2 separate regions of the Sus scrofa genome follow, and region 2 is linked to region 1. Evidence: chromatin contacts called from public HiChIP or PLAC-seq data. All regions are on one chromosome and are shown on one strand. Each heading gives the region's core, a stretch centred on a gene start, on an enhancer-like site or on the middle of the called end of the contact. The rest is flanking DNA. Distances are from core to core; before and after follow the strand shown. Region 1 holds the start of NARF (nuclear prelamin A recognition factor). Region 2 holds the start of RFNG (beta-1,3-N-acetylglucosaminyltransferase radical fringe).

Region 1 (7,735 bases), core at 2,797-5,296:
CTCTCCCTCCCTCTCCCCCCCCCCCCCTCCTCTCCCTCCCTCTCCCTCCCTCTCCCTCCCCTCCTCCTCTCCCTCCCTCCTCCTCCCTCCCCTCCCCCCTCCCTCTCCCTCCCTCTCTCTCCCTCCCCTCCCTCTCTCCCTCCCTCTCCGTCTCCCTCTCCCTCCTCTCTCCCTCCCTCCCCTCCCCTCTCTCTCCCTCCCCTCCCTCCTCTCTCCCCCTCCCTCTCTCCCTCCCTCCCTCTCCCTCCCTCCCTCCCTCCCTCCCCCCCCCCCCCCCCCCCCCCCTCCCCCTCCCTCCCTCTCCCCCCCTCTCTTCCTCTCTCCCTCTGCTTCAGCACTTCTCTGGCCCCATGCCCCTCCCTGTGGCTCCCTGTGGCACGGGGGCTACAGCCCTGGCCTGCTCCCCTACCCCCGCCCCAGCAAGCCTCCACGGAAGCCCGCAGCCTGGCCTCCGCAAGGCTCAGACCCAGGGGACATCAGGGTCCTCAGGCCAGTCAAGTCGGGGCAGTGATGCTCAAACCCACACCACAGCCAAAGTGACTCTGCTCCACTGGACGCCAAGATGCCAACCCTCGCTGCTTCCTCTTCTCCTGGCAGCTCTGCCTGGGCAGAGGGCACTAGAGCACAAGCCGTGCCATGCCCCGCCCCACCCCCCCGCCGGAGCTCAGCTCTGGCACAAGGCCCCCTGCTCTGGGTCTCCCTGAGAGCAGCGCTCCCCAAGAGCCTGGCTTGCCCCTGGACCCTCACAGCCCCTCCCGGCACCGACGCGCTGCCCGCCTCTCGCCGCTGAAACACAGTCTTGTCCCGTTTCTTTCCTGACGTCTCCACGAGGCCCTGTATACAGAAGGCGCTTCACAAACACTTGGTGGACGAATACACATTCTGAGACCTACTAGAGCCATTTCAACAGATTAGTAAGAGCTTCTGGTAGCTGTCTACCTGCTTTTCACTCAAGCATGATTTGGTGAGAGATGGCTCAGAGCAGGGGTGGCCTCCTCTCCACAGCTCCTGCGAACAGGAGTGGGCGCCATCCCCTCCCCACTCCCCCCATGTGCCCCAGCGTCCCCGGGCAGCCCTCATTCCGGGACCCTGTTACTCTGTAGAGGCTCATTCCAGACATCTGTCCGGGCTCCAAGCGTTGGCCCTTTTCACGAGCTCCCAGGAGCACGGGGTCTGGCATACAGCTGGGGCCTCATAGATACTGCTGAGCTGCACGGAGAGTTCTGCCTCCACTGCCCCTGCAGGGGTGTCTGGGACAGCAGGGCTTCCCTCGTCTCGATCCTGCCCCCTCAGCACCTCTCTTCAGGGCAGCGTCCGTCCCGCACCCCCGTCTCTCCATCAGGCCCCCACGAGCCCTCTCCCTCACAGGCTCCAGACTCCAGCCTGCAAAACTCAGCGTCCACCCAGCTCAGACTGCACTTGGCTCGCTGGGCAGCCCCCTCCTTCCTGCTTCTGCCACCGCCCCACCACTCTCTGCCCCCGGGTCCTCCTGTCCTTCCCCTGCTCTGGCCAGCTAGAGCCAGCTGCCTCTGCCACCCGCCCTAAAACACACATCTGACCTGTCTGTCTCCTCACCCGAGAGCCTCAGGGCCCCCGACCCCTCCCCAGACCGCTCCCATCCATACCCTCCGGGCGCCTGGTGAGCTTGCTTCCCATCCCTCGCCCCCTCCCTCAGTTCTCACCGCCCCCGGGGGGCGCTCATCCCCCCAGGCTCAACAGCCTCGGGGCTGGCGGGGCGCCCACTCAGGCGGAGCACTCACTTTATCTCCTGCTGCCACAGCCGGGGGAGAGGAGTAGCCCCACTCCCCCTGTCACTGATAAGGAAACTGGGGCTCCAGGGTTAGATGTCTGCCGGAGGTGGTGCAGCTGGAGGGCAGGCAGGGAGGCCCTGGCCGGCTGCTCTGGGGCTGCGGGCGTCCGGGCTCCCTGCCTCCATGCCCTGGGTGCCTGTCCCACCACTGCTGCCCACGAAGCCCCATGGGCACCAGGGCAGTGCTGGCTCCCGAGAACCAGGTGTATCGGGAGCACTGAACTAAAGAGGAACCTGCTGCTTGCTTCCCCTGCGTGGCCAGGTCTGCATTCCTGAAACCGGGACCAGTTCTTCCTACGGGAAGACGGAACCTCAGCCTCCCTGCACCGCATCCTCCTCTCTGAGAAATGGAGGCAACAGCAGGGCGTACCTGAGACGCTCGTTCTGAGCACAGAGTGAGTTCACAGGTATAAGGCACTTTCACTAGTGCCTCGCGCAGGGTAGGAACCCAGTAAAAGTAAACCATCACCACCAGCTAAGGAGGACTAAAAACTCGAGAACCAACAGAAAAATCTATTAGAAAAAGAAACTTCCAGAATCATGAAATTTGAGTTGTTTTATAAATTACCTAACTAAAACCCCATTATACAGAATGAAACTTTACATTAAAAAAAAAAAAATTATAGGAGCTCCTGCTGTGATGCAACAGGATTGGCGGCGTCTCTGCCGCGCCAGAACGCAGGTTCAATCCCCTACCAGGTACAGTGGGTTAAAGGAGCCAGCATTGCTGCAACGGTGGCTCACATCTGATCCCTGGCCCAGGGACACCATCTGCTGAGGGACAGCCCAAAAAGAAAATAAAACTTGGAGATTTAAATATCACAGCGCTGTTCCTACTGAGAGGCCTTTTCTTTGTCCCTAATGCCGGGTCTTCTAAGGAGACGGGCTCGTCGGCGCTCTCACCTTGAAGACCAGGGCCCTCCACCTGCACATTTGGACCCTGGCTGGGGCTTTCTAATTTTCTAAGCCCCTTTATTTCTTGCTTCTTTCTTAGAAAAACAACGTAAACAGTGACATGAGGCGCCCCCCAAAGGAGAAAAACAGCACTAGATGTTCACTCCAGGTGGATACAAAACTGAAAAATTCACTTGCCTCCTCTCCACTCTCCGGGGCCGGACTTGGTACCTCGACTGATGCATTCTCTTGGTCATCGGTTTTTGTTTTTTTACTACATTCCTTGAAAAGACGAAGGAACATTAGATTGATTCTCTTAATTAAAAAAACGAACGTACAAAAAAGTACATACCTGCTGATGAATTAATCTCACGCCTAGAAATCTTTTCTACAGAAAGGAGAGCACTGATACTTGTGGACACGCAGACACACTCCCACACACCCCTATATCTGCACCATTTGCAGTGACTAGAAACTAGAAGTGGCCTCTCCTGACAAGGTAATCAGGGCCCAACTAGGTGGACACGTGTATACTCAGAATACAACTAATTACGATTGCAGGTAATGCTCTGAAAAGGTATCTCTCGTGCAACCCTAAGTGAAATAAAGTCCAACTGAAGAAGGAGTACGATCCAACTTAGAAAATACAAACACAACCCGCGCCGGGCACCGTAGTTATTTTATGTTACCATAGCCTAGAAACACGTGTGGACGGCTGGCACCGTTGCCATGGCTACCCAGGTGGAGGAGGCCCAGCCCCGGGTTTCCTTCCTGCGCTTCTGCGCCCTTCTTGTTACTATAAGCACGGAAGGTTGGGAGAAGCATGACGCCCCTAAGCACTTAATCGCCGTGCAGATCATTCAGACCAAGGATAGTGCTCGCCTCGCGTGCCCTGGGAGGTAGCTGAGGTTGGCTGGTTTTCCGGGGGAGGGGGGTTGGCTTCGAAGGCACTTTGAAAGGCCAGACGCGCGCCCCGACGTCACGGCGCCTTGGGCAGCTGGGACCGGACGCGCCGGCAGCCTCGCCCAGAGCCACCTCCAGCGCGGAGAGCACGAGCCGCAAGCCGGGCCCCGAGGTTCCGTCAGCGACAACGCGGGGCAGAGGCGCTCAGAGTTGCCGGGCTCCCGACGCCCCCGAAGGCCCGCGAGCGCAGGCTCCTCCACCCCGCCCGGCCCCGCCCGAGTGCCTCCGAGCTCACCTTCCGCGTGCAGTGCTCACACTTCATCTGGAGCCGGGCGGGCAGGTCCGGGCGCGCGGCCTGAAGGGAGCACCGGGAGACGCGGTCACCGCCGCTCACCACCCGCCGCCCTTTGTTGTCGTGGTCCGGAGCGACCCCACCCCCGCAGCTCCGCTCGACCAATGAGGGTACCGAGAGCGGGCGAGCCACAATCCTGAACCAATAGGAACACGCGAAGGGCGTTGCGGCTCTACGGCACTAAGCTCAGCCTAAGCCAATGGGACTGCGGGAAAGAGGCGGGGCTGTACCAGGAGCCAATTGGAGAGCGCGGGGGCGGAGCGCGACCCGCCCCGTCGAGACCCCGGGGAGGCCTGGCAGGTTCTGGCGTGGGTTTCCGCGGCATGTGGGTCTGGCAGTGGCGCAAGGCGAGCGGGCTCAGGGTACCCAGGGGGCTCGCCGGAGTTGCTCCGGGGCGCTCGGGACTCGCGCCTTCCCCCCGGCTCGGACCGCCCGAGACGGCGCCGCCCCGGCCCGCCGCCATTGCCGCCCGGGGGCGCATCACGTAGACCCGGCGCGGCCGCAGTGCGCAGGCGCCGCGGGACCAGGAGCACGTGGCGCGTGCGAGGCGGAGGTCTTGGACCTGGCGTCTGTCCGCAGCCTCTTAGCAAAGCCGGGGGCGATGCAGGGTCAGTGGGAACGTTGAATTCCGATAACTTTGAACGCTTTGTGAAGTCAGGGGATGCTCATTTCAGCACCATCGAAGGTGAGAAATACGCCTGAAGAGTCCATTGGACCCACGTGTGTCTCTGCAAACGTCAGTTCTCAGGAATTTTCCTCCTCACCTTGGGGCCGCAGAGGCCAGCAAACTATTTAAGGCTATTCCACGTTGCAGAACCTTACCGGTATCTTTAACAGTTCCCCGTTAAAACATTACAAAAGATTTGTTTGGCTCATACCATCTTTCACAAACACATGTTTTAGGAGGTCCTCTAACCCTAACTGGCTGCCAGATTAACCCTCTGCATTACTCAAATTCATGTTGGCACCTCTCAAAAAACATCTTCAATCATCAGCATGAAGGAAAAAAGGATAATTTTATTTATTTTTTATTTCTATTATTTTTTTTTGACATTTCTTGGGCTGCTCCCGCAGCATATGGATGTTCCCAGGCTAGAGGGTCGAATTGGAGCTGCAGCCGCTGGCCTACACCACAGCTCATGGCAACGCCGGATCCTTAACCCCTGAGCGAGGCCAGGGATTGAACCCTCAACCTCATGGTTCCTAGTCGGATTTGTTAACCACTGAGCCATGACAGGAACTCCACAAAAGGATAATTTTAGGTTGTCATTTGTATACATTTTGTTAATGTTTAAAAACCATAACAATACCATAATTTTACTTTCATCAAACATATAGTTAGTGTTCAGGTTTCTCCAATCTTTTAAATTGTTTTTGGCTGCATGAAAGTCATATGGAAATTTCTGGGCTAGGGACTGAATCTGAGCCACAGATGCTACCTTCTGCCAGAGCTGGTCAGATGTTTTAACCCACTGCACCAGGCCTGGGATCTAACGCACCTCCACAGCCACCCAAACCATGGTAGTTGGATTCATAACCCACTGTGCCACAGCAGGAAGTCATTTTTTTAAAGTTTCAATTAGGACCTAAATAAGTTTCGATGTTTTATTGCCCATGTTTCAATTAGTGAGTTTGTCTCTCTTTAAAAATATTTGTTCCTTAAAAAAAGTTAAGTTTCACTTAGAAGTTGCAAAGATAGGAGCTCCCCGTTGTGGCGCCGTGGAAAATGAATCTGACTAAGAACCATGAGGTTTCAGGTTTGATCCCTGGCCTTGTTCAGTGGGTTAAGGATCCAGCATTGCTGTGAGCTGTGGTGTAGGTTGCAGACGCAGCTCAGATCCTGCATTGCTGTTGCTGTGGCGTAGGCCGGCAGCTGTAGCTCTGATTAAACCCTTAGCCTGGGAACCTCCACGTGCTGCAAGTGCGGCCCTAAAAAGAAAAAGAAAAAAAGGTTGCAAAGATAGTTCAGGGACCTCCCAGTCTTAAGGGTTTCAGTTTTATTTACTAATTTATTTATTGTATTTTTAGGGCCATACCTGTGGCACATGGAGGTTCCTAGGCTAGGTCTAATCAGAGCTGCAGCTGCTGGCCACAGCCACAGCCACGCCAGATCCGAGCCACATCTGGAACCTACACCTTAGCTTTCAGCAACACCAGATCCTTAACCCACTGAGCGGGACCCAGGGATCAAACCTGTGTCCTCATGGATACTAGGTGGGTTCATTACTGCTGAGCTATTCGGCAATTCCCAGGGTTTGTTTTGTAAACCTGTAGGTACTGGCCACCCCCCTCTCTCCTAGCATGTCACTATGAAGGGTTCAGGTTGTTTGCATGCAGGCTTTTCAGCAACTGCTGACTCATCTCTGTGGAGCTCTTTGGCACATCCTTGTTCTGGATTTTCAGTACAGCGTGGTTTGAACATTCTAGTAACTTGATGACAGGGAGGTTAAAGTTTTTTGGCGAGATATAGATGGAGTTGTGAAATTCCATCAGGAGGTTCCAAGTTCTTTTAACATCACATTAACTAGCAACTATTGATGAGATTGCCTCGATTGACTAGGATGATTTGGGTTTTTTTTCCTTTCGGCCATGCCATGTGGAAGATGTCCCGCCAGGGATGGAACCCAGGCCACGAGAGCATCCCAAGCAGCTGCAGCGACAACGCTGTGCCAGAAGGAAACCCCGTAGGTGATGTTTTAATCCTATCATTTCTTCATTTACTAGCAGGAATACTTCCATGATGCGACATCTTCTTATCCACTATTCAGTTGTTCTGTTGTAAATCTTATAATAAGAAAAGCAGGATAAATGCTTCTTTTCCTTCATTAACCAGTCAAGAAGAGCCACGTTTGTGTCTCAGCACCATCCAAAAGTTATCAAAGGATTTTTAAAATATCATGAATTACGGATTTAAACACATGATTTTTTTTTTTTTTTTTTTTTTTTTTTTTTTTTTTTTTTTGCTTTTTAGGGCTGAACCCTCGACATATGGGAGCTCCCAGGCTAGGGGTCAAATTGGAGCTACTGCTGCTGGCCTACACCACAGCCACAGCCCCTTAGGATCCAAGCCGTGTCTGTGACCTACACCACAGCTCATGGCAATGCCGGATCCTTAACCCACTGAGCAAGACCAGAGATGGAACCAGCATCCTCCTGGATACTAGTCAGAGTCATTTCCACTGTGCCACAGAGGGAACTCCTCCAGCTTCTTCTTTTGACAGTTTAACATCATGCCAGAGAGCACAGAAAAAATAAGGGCTCAGATGCATTTTCACAGAGCAGGCGATGAAGTTTGAATTTACAACACAGATACAGTCCGTGAATGGCTGGCACAATACACAGATTTAGTCACTCAGTCCCCTATTTATGGATTTTGTATTTATTTAGCCTTTTGCTGTTAGCAATATTCAGCAGGATTTTAACCAAATCGGAAATTATTTGTTCATTCGATCCCTGGCCTCGATGAGTCGGTGAAGGATCTGGCATTGCTGTGAGCTGTGGTGTAGGTCACAGACGAGGCTCCAAACCCGTGTTTCGGTGGCTGCGGCGGAGGCCAGAAGCTGCAGCTCCGATTCAACCTCTAGTCTGGGAACTTCCATATTCCTGGGTGTGGCCCTAATTAAATAAATAAAGGACAAAAAATAAAATAAGACCATTTAAATAAAAAAATAAATGGCTTCTCATCCAGTAAGAAAGGTGAAATTATACAAATAACTGTAATGCAAAGCACAACATTCTGGGCATCAATTCAGTCCTACCTAAACGCTAAGGAGTAA
Region 2 (7,735 bases), core at 1,796-4,295, 310 kb after region 1:
GGACTCGGCCTTGCTGACGTAGCTCAAGACATGAGACCAATTCTGCAAGTACACACTGACCTGCCGGGCGGGGGACGGGCTCAGCCTGGGGCACCCCCTCCTGGCCCACCAGCACCGCTGCCCGGCGGCCCCTCCCACGCCCCCCACACCAGGCCCCACCTTGATGACGTTCAGACACATGTTAATGACGTGCTTGGCGCTGGTGCAGTAGTCGCGGGCCCGGGAATAACACTTGAGGGCGTTGCTGAGGTCCCCACAGTCCAGATAGTGGTCGCCCAGGTCGTCATGGCCCCGCCTGTGGGCCCAGCCACGAGTGGACATGGGTCAAGCCATGAGCCTGGTTAGCCGCCCCCCAGCCCTGAGCACAGCTAAGGCTGCCCCCATGGAGCCCGCCCCCGGCCCCGGCGGGATGGAGCCCACCCCCGGCCCCGGGCACACCTGATGCTGCCGCCGGGATGGAGCCCACCCCCCGGCCCGGGCACACCTGATGCTGCCGCCGGGATGGAGCCTGCCCCCGGCCCCGGGCACACCTGATGCTGCCGCCCGGGATGGAGCCCACCCCCCGGCCCCGGGCACACCTGATGCTGCCGCCCGGGATGGAGCCCACCCCCCGGCCCCGGGCACACCTGATGCTGCCGCCGGGATGGAGCCCGCCCCCGGCCCCGGGCACACCTGATGCTGCCGCCGGGATGGAGCCCGCCCCCCGGCCCCGGGCACACCTGATGCTCTCCTTGATAGAATTGCCCTTGTAATTCTTCAGATCCGTGTCCAGCTTCTCCAGCTTCAGCAGGGCCTTCTTCCGAGTGGCCTCCACCCAGGCCGTGTCCAAGGGCGGGGGCTCCACCCCACTCTCGGGGATGGCGTCGGGCGTGTTCTGCAGCTCCCTGGGGAGGACCCGGCCGTCAGGGGGGCTGGGATGCTGCCAGCGGCCCTCGCCCCATGGGGAGAGCGCCCCGTTGACAGGGGCACAGCTCTGACCACGGAGGCCCGCCGCCTGGCGGGACGGCCCAGGGGGAAACGAGTCTCGGCGCCGCGCCGAGGGGCGAGGGGAACCCGCTGCGGTCTCCGCAGGCTCCGCGCGGCCCAGAACCGCGCGTGCGCACACGCGAGACGCCGCCGCAGACGCGGGGCGGGGCCGACTCTCGGCAGCGCGAGCGCCTCCCGCGTCGAGCGCCTCCCGCGACGGCTGCGCCTCCCGGCTCTGCCACGAGAAAACGAGGTCGCCGGGTCCTGGGCCTCACCTGGTGGCCTCCGAGAGCTTGCGGTGGATCTCCTCGTACATGTCCACGTTGAAGGTCCGCTGCACGAAGGAGAGGGCCATCTTCAGGGCCTCCGCCCGCAGCGGGGGGCAGTGGTCGGCGATGAACTGCAGCCGCTCGATGCGCATCAGGCCGCTGTAGCTGGCCGCATACTGCTCCAGATCCTGGGGGCAGGGGGCAGAGTGCTCGTCCCCCAGGCTGGGACCCCAGACCCCAAGCCCCAGCCAGTGGTCGGGAGCAGTGGCGTGGGGGCACCAAACAAATCGCCGACCGTCCAGGGGCTGAGGAGAGGCCGCTGGGAACGGGCCGGTGAAGGGGCCTCCGGGGTAAAGCTCTGGCCCGGGGTGAACGGCCGGAGGCACGTGGGCACCCGCCCAGACTGCCAGTCACCAGGCTGAGCAGTGAGGAGACCGAGCTTCACAGGCTGGGCCCCAAAGAAGACGTGTCCTTGCAGTGAGATGACCAAAGCGCAGCCTGGCACCCAGGGCTCCTCCGTGGGGGGGGGAGCAGATGAAAGGTCTGGAGCGGACTAGCAACCCATCAGAAATGAGCAACCGAAACCCGAGAGGTTTCCAGGTCAGAAAAAGACGTGGTCGGCGTGGGGAGCCCTAGCCCAGCCCTCACAGCAAGACTGACACCCCAACAAACCCACTGATCCCCTAGGAGCGGCTGCAAGGCTCCCTACCAGGGTGGGGTTCTCCACGACATAGTTGACATCGGGTGCGTTCTGCGGGTCCTCCTGGGGATCCACGTCAATCTGCATGGGCTCCACCGCCCCCTGCAACACGGGCGGCACCTTGGCACCTCTAGTGGGGGATGCCCAGGGAGAGCGAGAGACCCTCACTGTGCCCCAGCTCAGCTCTAACCCGGCTCCAGACAGGCCCCTCCCCACTGCCCGCCACGTCCAGCGCCGCCACATCAGGGAGGGGGCTCCCGGCGAGACCGGCGCTCAGGAGCAGAACCCCGCCCGACTGTGACAGCCTATCTCCGGGGCGGGAACCGGACGCCGGAGGACCGCTTCCCAGGGTCCCCCGAGGGTCCCTACACGCTCCCGGCCACCGTCCTGACGCAGCCTCCTCCGAGCCACGGGGAGGACCCTGGGCGGCCTCGATCGGGCGCATCCGAGCAGCGGGAGCAGCGGCACCCGGCGACGCCCGCCGGGGGCCGGCCGCGGCCGGAGGCGGGAGGGGGGCGCCCGGGCGCCCTGCGCGGCCCGCGCTCGGTGGGCGGGCGGGCTGGTCCCGGCCCCCGTCCTGGAAGGTACCTCATAAAGCAGCGTACAGGCCGACAGGCTGGCGCTCAGGCTGAAGTCCCCGGCCGTGCCCGGCAGGAAGAGCTCTGACCTACCGCTGGGAGGGGCGCAGTGCACATCTGCCACTGACGACGCGGCCGCACGGGGGGCCGGGCCACCCCGCATTCTGTCCTGACTCTCTGCACCCCCCGACCCTGACACAGAGCTGGCTGGCTGCTGAAGGAGAAAGAGCGTTAGCGCGCCGGGCCTGCCGGGCCTGCCGGGCCTGCCGGGCTGCCGGGGCCGACGGGCGGGACGCTGCGGCCGGAGCCCGGGCGCGGGGAGAACGCCGCGCGGGGGGCGCGCACGGCCGGCCCCCCTCCGGCCCGGCGGCGGGGGCGCGGAGGGGCCGCCGGCCGCGGCTCGTTACCTGCAAGTTAAACACCTGAACCGGCAGCGGCATCTTCGCCAACCCCGCCGCGGCGCGCCGTCCACTTCCGGGGCAGCGCGGCTGCCGCTTCCGGGTCGCGGCTCGGGCGGGGCGGCTCTTAAAGGGGCCGCGCCGCGCTGGCTGGGCAGTGCCCGCGGGTCCCGCGGTCGTATGAGCCGCGCGCGGGGGGCGCTCTGCCGGGCCTGCCTCGCGCTGGCCGCGGCCCTGGCCGCGCTGCTGCTGCTGCCGCTGCCGCTCCCCCGCGCGTCCGCGCCCGCGGCGGCCCCGACACGGGCCCGGGCCCCGGGCCCTGACTCGCGCGCGCCCCCTGCCCGGCCCGCCGCGGCCCCCCGACTGCGGCCCGACGACATCTTCATCGCGGTCAAGACCACCCGAAAGAACCACGGGCCGCGCCTGGGGCTGCTGCTGCGCACCTGGATCTCCCGGGCCCGACAGCAGGTGGGTCCCGCTCCGGGGCCCCGCAGACTTCGGGATTCCCGCCCCGCACCCTCCCACGCCCCGAGATCCCCGCTCCCCAGATGCCTGCCTTTGGGATCCCGCACCGCTGGCTTCCCAGGACCTCCACCGCCTTTGGACTCCGCTCCCTCATCTCTAAACTGGCATCCCTCCCTGAACCCCACCCCGGATCCCTTCCCCACCGCTGTGTCCCCAGCGTGGCCGTCAGGCCCCAAGCCCCGAGTACGTGGGGAATGGACGGGCACCCCCAGCACCCACCCTCCCAGATTCCAGGCTCGCATGAGTTCTCCCAGCTGACCCTGGGCTGAGACCCCTGAAACATGCCTGGCAAGAGCAGGGCCACCCCAACATTGCTGGGGACGCTGAGGGTACCGGCAGGCTGCTCTGCTCTCCTCTCTGATCTGCCCAAGCCCAGGCCCAGCCACTTGTGCTTCTGCGGCTTCAAGCCAAGGCCCTGCCAGACCTTGGGGTCCCCAGGGGGTGCCCCTTGACTCCTCACAACTCTCTTTCCAGACATTCATCTTTACTGATGGGGACGACCCCGAGTTGCAGCTCCAGGGTGGTGAGTGCCCCCGTCCCGTCCCGCCCTGCTAGCTGCCTCCTCAGCTGTCTCTCGGTCCAGGGCCACCCGGCCCTATGCTGTGTACGGGGGGGGGGGGGGGGGGGGGAAGGCACCTGCTCAGGGCCACACAGCTGGTGGAGGACAGAGCCCCGATGCCCACCCACCGCTGGCCCCGCATCCAGGGCCCCAGGCCCCAGCCCTGCTCTGCCTCCCTCAACCACGCCCCCTACAGGAGGGCCAGCAGGGAGCCCTCCCTTCCGGGCCTGCCCACCTCAGTCCTGCTCCCTGGCAGGTTTTCTCTCGTGAGATTCCAGGAGGAGGTTATCTGTCTCGACAGCAGCAACAGAGTCAGCCGAGCGAGGCCGGGACAGGGCTGTGATCGGCTCCGACGTCAGGGCCTCGAGCGGACAGACCTTGCGTCGCCAGCTAGCCACATCTTGCCTGACTTCAGCGGGGTGGGTACACTGGCCACAGACTTCCCTGGCACTCGCTCTTCTCCTCCTCCCACCGCAGGCAGCCACGTTGTCAACACCAACTGCTCAGCCGTGCACACCCGCCAGGCTCTGTGCTGCAAGATGGCAGTGGAATATGACAAGTTCATCGAGTCTGGACGCAAGTACGTGGTGGCCGCGCCCTGTCTCCTGCAAGCCCAGGGCCAATGCCGGGCGCGCCCCCTGGTCCGGGCTCACTGCAGGTTTCTGCACACCCCTCCAGGTGGTTCTGCCACGTGGATGACGACAACTACGTGAACCCCGATGGCCTGCTGCACCTGCTGTCCAGCTTCTCGCCCAGCCAAGACGTCTACCTGGGGCGGCCCAGCCTGGACCACCCCATCGAGGCTACCGAGAGGGTCCAGGGAGGTGGAACCGTGAGTGCCGGGGCCGGGGAGGCAAAGCAGAGAGGGGAGACCCCAGCAGGTGTCCCACCCACGTGTCCAGAGCTGAGGCCAGTGAGGGGGAGCCGTGGGAGGGGCCGAAGCCACAGGCGATCGTGGGCACCCCCACCCATTGCGCCCAGGGAGCTTTGGCCACCTGGCCGGAGAGCCCCGATGGGTGGCTGAAGAACAGGCCTCGGGGTGTGCAGGGCGAGGAGCTCTGATCGCGGCCCCTCCTCCCCAGGTGACCTCGGTCAAGTTCTGGTTCGCTACTGGGGGGGCCGGGTTCTGCCTGAGCAGAGGCCTTGCCCTCAAGATGAGCCCCTGGGCCAGGTGAGGGGGGACCTCTTGGGGCCTGGCTGCCTGGGAGGGGGTGCCCAGGGCTGGGCAGGCGCTGACCAGACCCCCTCGGCTCCCAGCCTGGGCAGCTTCATGAGCACAGCTGAGCGGGTGCGGCTGCCAGACGACTGCACCGTGGGCTACATCGTGGAGGGGCTGCTGGGCGCGCGCCTGTTGCGCAGCCCCCTCTTCCACTCCCACCTGGAGAACCTCCCGAGGCTGCCGCCCGACACCCTGCTCCAGCAGGTAGGCGTGCTGGGCCCCTGCCCGCACCTGGCTCCCTGACGGGTCACAGCACCGAGGCACAACTGCCATGGACTCGGGGTCCGGGGCTCACGTGGGGGCGCCTCTGTAAAGGGAGCCACTGGGCTTTCCCAGGGGCCCCAGCTGTCACAGACCCGGCCTGGAGAGGGGAGCAGCTTCGCGCAGGGGGTTGGGGACGGGCGCCAGCCGCCTCCCTGGGGTGTCATCTGTGCTGGCCACACCTCCGGCCCTTCCATGCTGTTCCTGAGCTGACCCCGGGGACGCTGGGGAGGCCAGGCGGCCTCTCCCGTGGAGAACACGGCGCGGTGGGAGATGCTGGCCCCGAGCGTGACGCCGTCCCTTCTCCCAGGTCACTTTGAGCTATGGGGGCCCTGAGAACCCGCACAACGTGGTGAACGTGGCCGGGGGCTTCAGCCTGCAGCAGGACCCCACGCGGTGAGCGGGCAGCGGGCAGGGGTGCCGGGCCAGCCTGCCCTTCCCGCAGCCCTGACCTCCCACTCCCTCCCAGGTTTCAGTCCGTCCACTGCCTCCTCTATCCGGACACGGACTGGTGTCCCGGGCAGAAGCAGAGCGACCTCGCCCCGCGGTGACCCTCAGCCCCTGGCCCAGAGGCGGCTCCGGCTCTGCCCCGCGGTGCAGGCGCAGGGCGAGGCCTCCGCGGGAGCAGGCTGCCCCCTCCTGGGCTCGGTTGGCTCCTCCAGGTGGCTGTGGCCACGGCCTCCCCCAGGCGGGTTAGGGGCACCTGCGGATACTCAGGCCGGCCGGCGGGCCCCGGAGACCCGGTGCTGCGGAGAGGACCGCAGCGCTGTGCTCCTGCCCGGGGGCCCAGCCCCAGTTCTCACCGGAAAGGGCTTCCAGGGCGGCGGCCTGCGCCCCTTACCTGCGGAAAAGGGGCCTCCAGGCCCGAGTGGCGCCTGAGGTGCTGCCGCCGTGCAGAGGTGTCTGCAGAGCCTCCTCCGGGGCCCCCGGGAAGCCGCCCTCCCACCGCAGGCTTGGCGCTGGCGGGCCGGCCCCAGCCCGATGCAGAGGTGCCGTCGTGCGGGCCCCGGGCCGAGGCTCCTCGCGGAGGGGCTTCGAAGACACCGTCGTCCACGCTGGCTCGTCGCTCCGTCCTCGTCCTCCCGCCTCAGGCCCCACGTCCACAAAACAGAAGGAGCCTTGGGTCTGGGGCTCCCGCTGCAGGGAGACAGCCCCGCCCGCCTGCCTTGGCCTTGACGGGGGTCGGGGGGACGAGGGGCCCGCACCTCCTCCTGGTCTCCCGCTCTGTGCCCGCAGCCGCTGAATAAAGGCCCGCTCGCTCCCGAGCTTCCTCGTTGTCTTCGCCAACCAGCCACACCTGGCAGCCCCGTCCTCCCCACCAAGGCTCTGCCCTGAGACCGGCTCCCCAGCGGGCCCGTCTGCGCTCCCGGCCCTGCCGGCGGGTCTCGAGCGGCCACTGGGCTCCTCGGTGTGAGCACAAGTGCCTGTGGACCGGGCTCCCTGCCGGGCGTGCTGGAACCAGGACAGCCCGCCCCGCAGACAGCCCGCCCCAGTGTGAGGCTTGCTGTTTTAGCACATTGTGCGCACCTGTGTGTGCGGCGTGTGGCTGCGCACACACAGGCGTGTGTGTGTGTGTGTGTGTGCGCGCGCGCGCGCGCATGCCGGCCAGGCCGGCAAACCCAAGAAGCGGGTTGAAGTCAGCACAGGCTGTGCTCAGGCTGAGGTTCCCGGGAGAGGAGCTCATGGCGGGTCACCAGGAACTGTCCCTGCTCAGCAGTCACCTCCCCTCACGTGCCCGGACGTGGACGTGTAGCCCCCGAGGCCTAGACCCGAGCTGCGCTTCCCAGACCCCGGCACACTGGGGTGTCCACACAGCAGCCCCCAGGATGCTGCAGTTGGGCTGCCCTGCCCTCCCCAGCCTGGACCGCCCCAGGCAGACGCCTCCCTCGCCCGGGCCCGAACCCCGGCACCCTCCAAGGCGAGTGTGACGGGCCAGCGCCCTGAGGCTGTGGGCACGGCCAGGGGGGTGGTCCATTTATTGCTGAGAGAGAAAAAAGCCTGGAAGGCAACACACGAAGGTGTCTGTGTGTGACGTCGCCCCGAGAGGCAGAAATTGGTGGAAGCGTTTTTTTCCTCTGACCCCTTTTTGGTATTTGGCAAGTAACAACATGTCTCCTCGTGGTCATAAAGCAGACGTATAATCAGGAAAAGTTAAAATTTTGTTAAATTAAGTTTCCAAATTAAATTGTGTATACTTGGCCCCCCATTCTAACGTTTTTTGGACGACTAAGTAAGCACACTCGGTCCCATGGCATTGCAT

The links. HiChIP or PLAC-seq counts read pairs in DNA pulled down with a chosen protein or histone mark.
Region 2: an H3K27ac HiChIP or PLAC-seq map of alveolar macrophages shows a contact between it and region 1. The contact joins the promoter of RFNG here to the promoter of NARF in region 1. A contact is called at or near these places in 1 of 5 promoter capture datasets (fetal skeletal muscle) and 1 of 2 datasets of contacts at active chromatin or transcription factors (alveolar macrophages).

What each region holds. Positions count from the first base shown.
Region 1 is chr12:647,778-655,512 of Sscrofa11.1, forward strand. It overlaps NARF (nuclear prelamin A recognition factor), which reads right to left and starts at 4,047. Exons shown (of 11, transcript XM_021066338.1): 1 at 3,903-4,047; 2 at 2,903-2,986. The coding sequence starts at 3,929.
Region 2 is chr12:954,084-961,818 of Sscrofa11.1, forward strand. It overlaps RFNG (beta-1,3-N-acetylglucosaminyltransferase radical fringe), which reads left to right and starts at 3,046. Exons shown (of 8, transcript XM_021066394.1): 1 at 3,046-3,379; 2 at 3,911-3,959; 3 at 4,473-4,575; 4 at 4,674-4,827; 5 at 5,078-5,166; 6 at 5,253-5,418; 7 at 5,786-5,871; 8 at 5,945-7,674. The coding sequence starts at 3,092. The coding sequence ends at 6,026. It overlaps GPS1 (COP9 signalosome complex subunit 1), which reads right to left and starts at 4,340. Exons shown (of 14, transcript XM_021066389.1): 1 at 4,231-4,340; 2 at 1,945-2,037; 3 at 1,242-1,423; 4 at 720-884; 5 at 160-295; 6 at 1-60. The coding sequence starts at 2,022. LOC110255929 (a long non-coding RNA gene) reads right to left here. Exons shown (of 2, transcript XR_002336920.1): 2 at 7,617-7,735.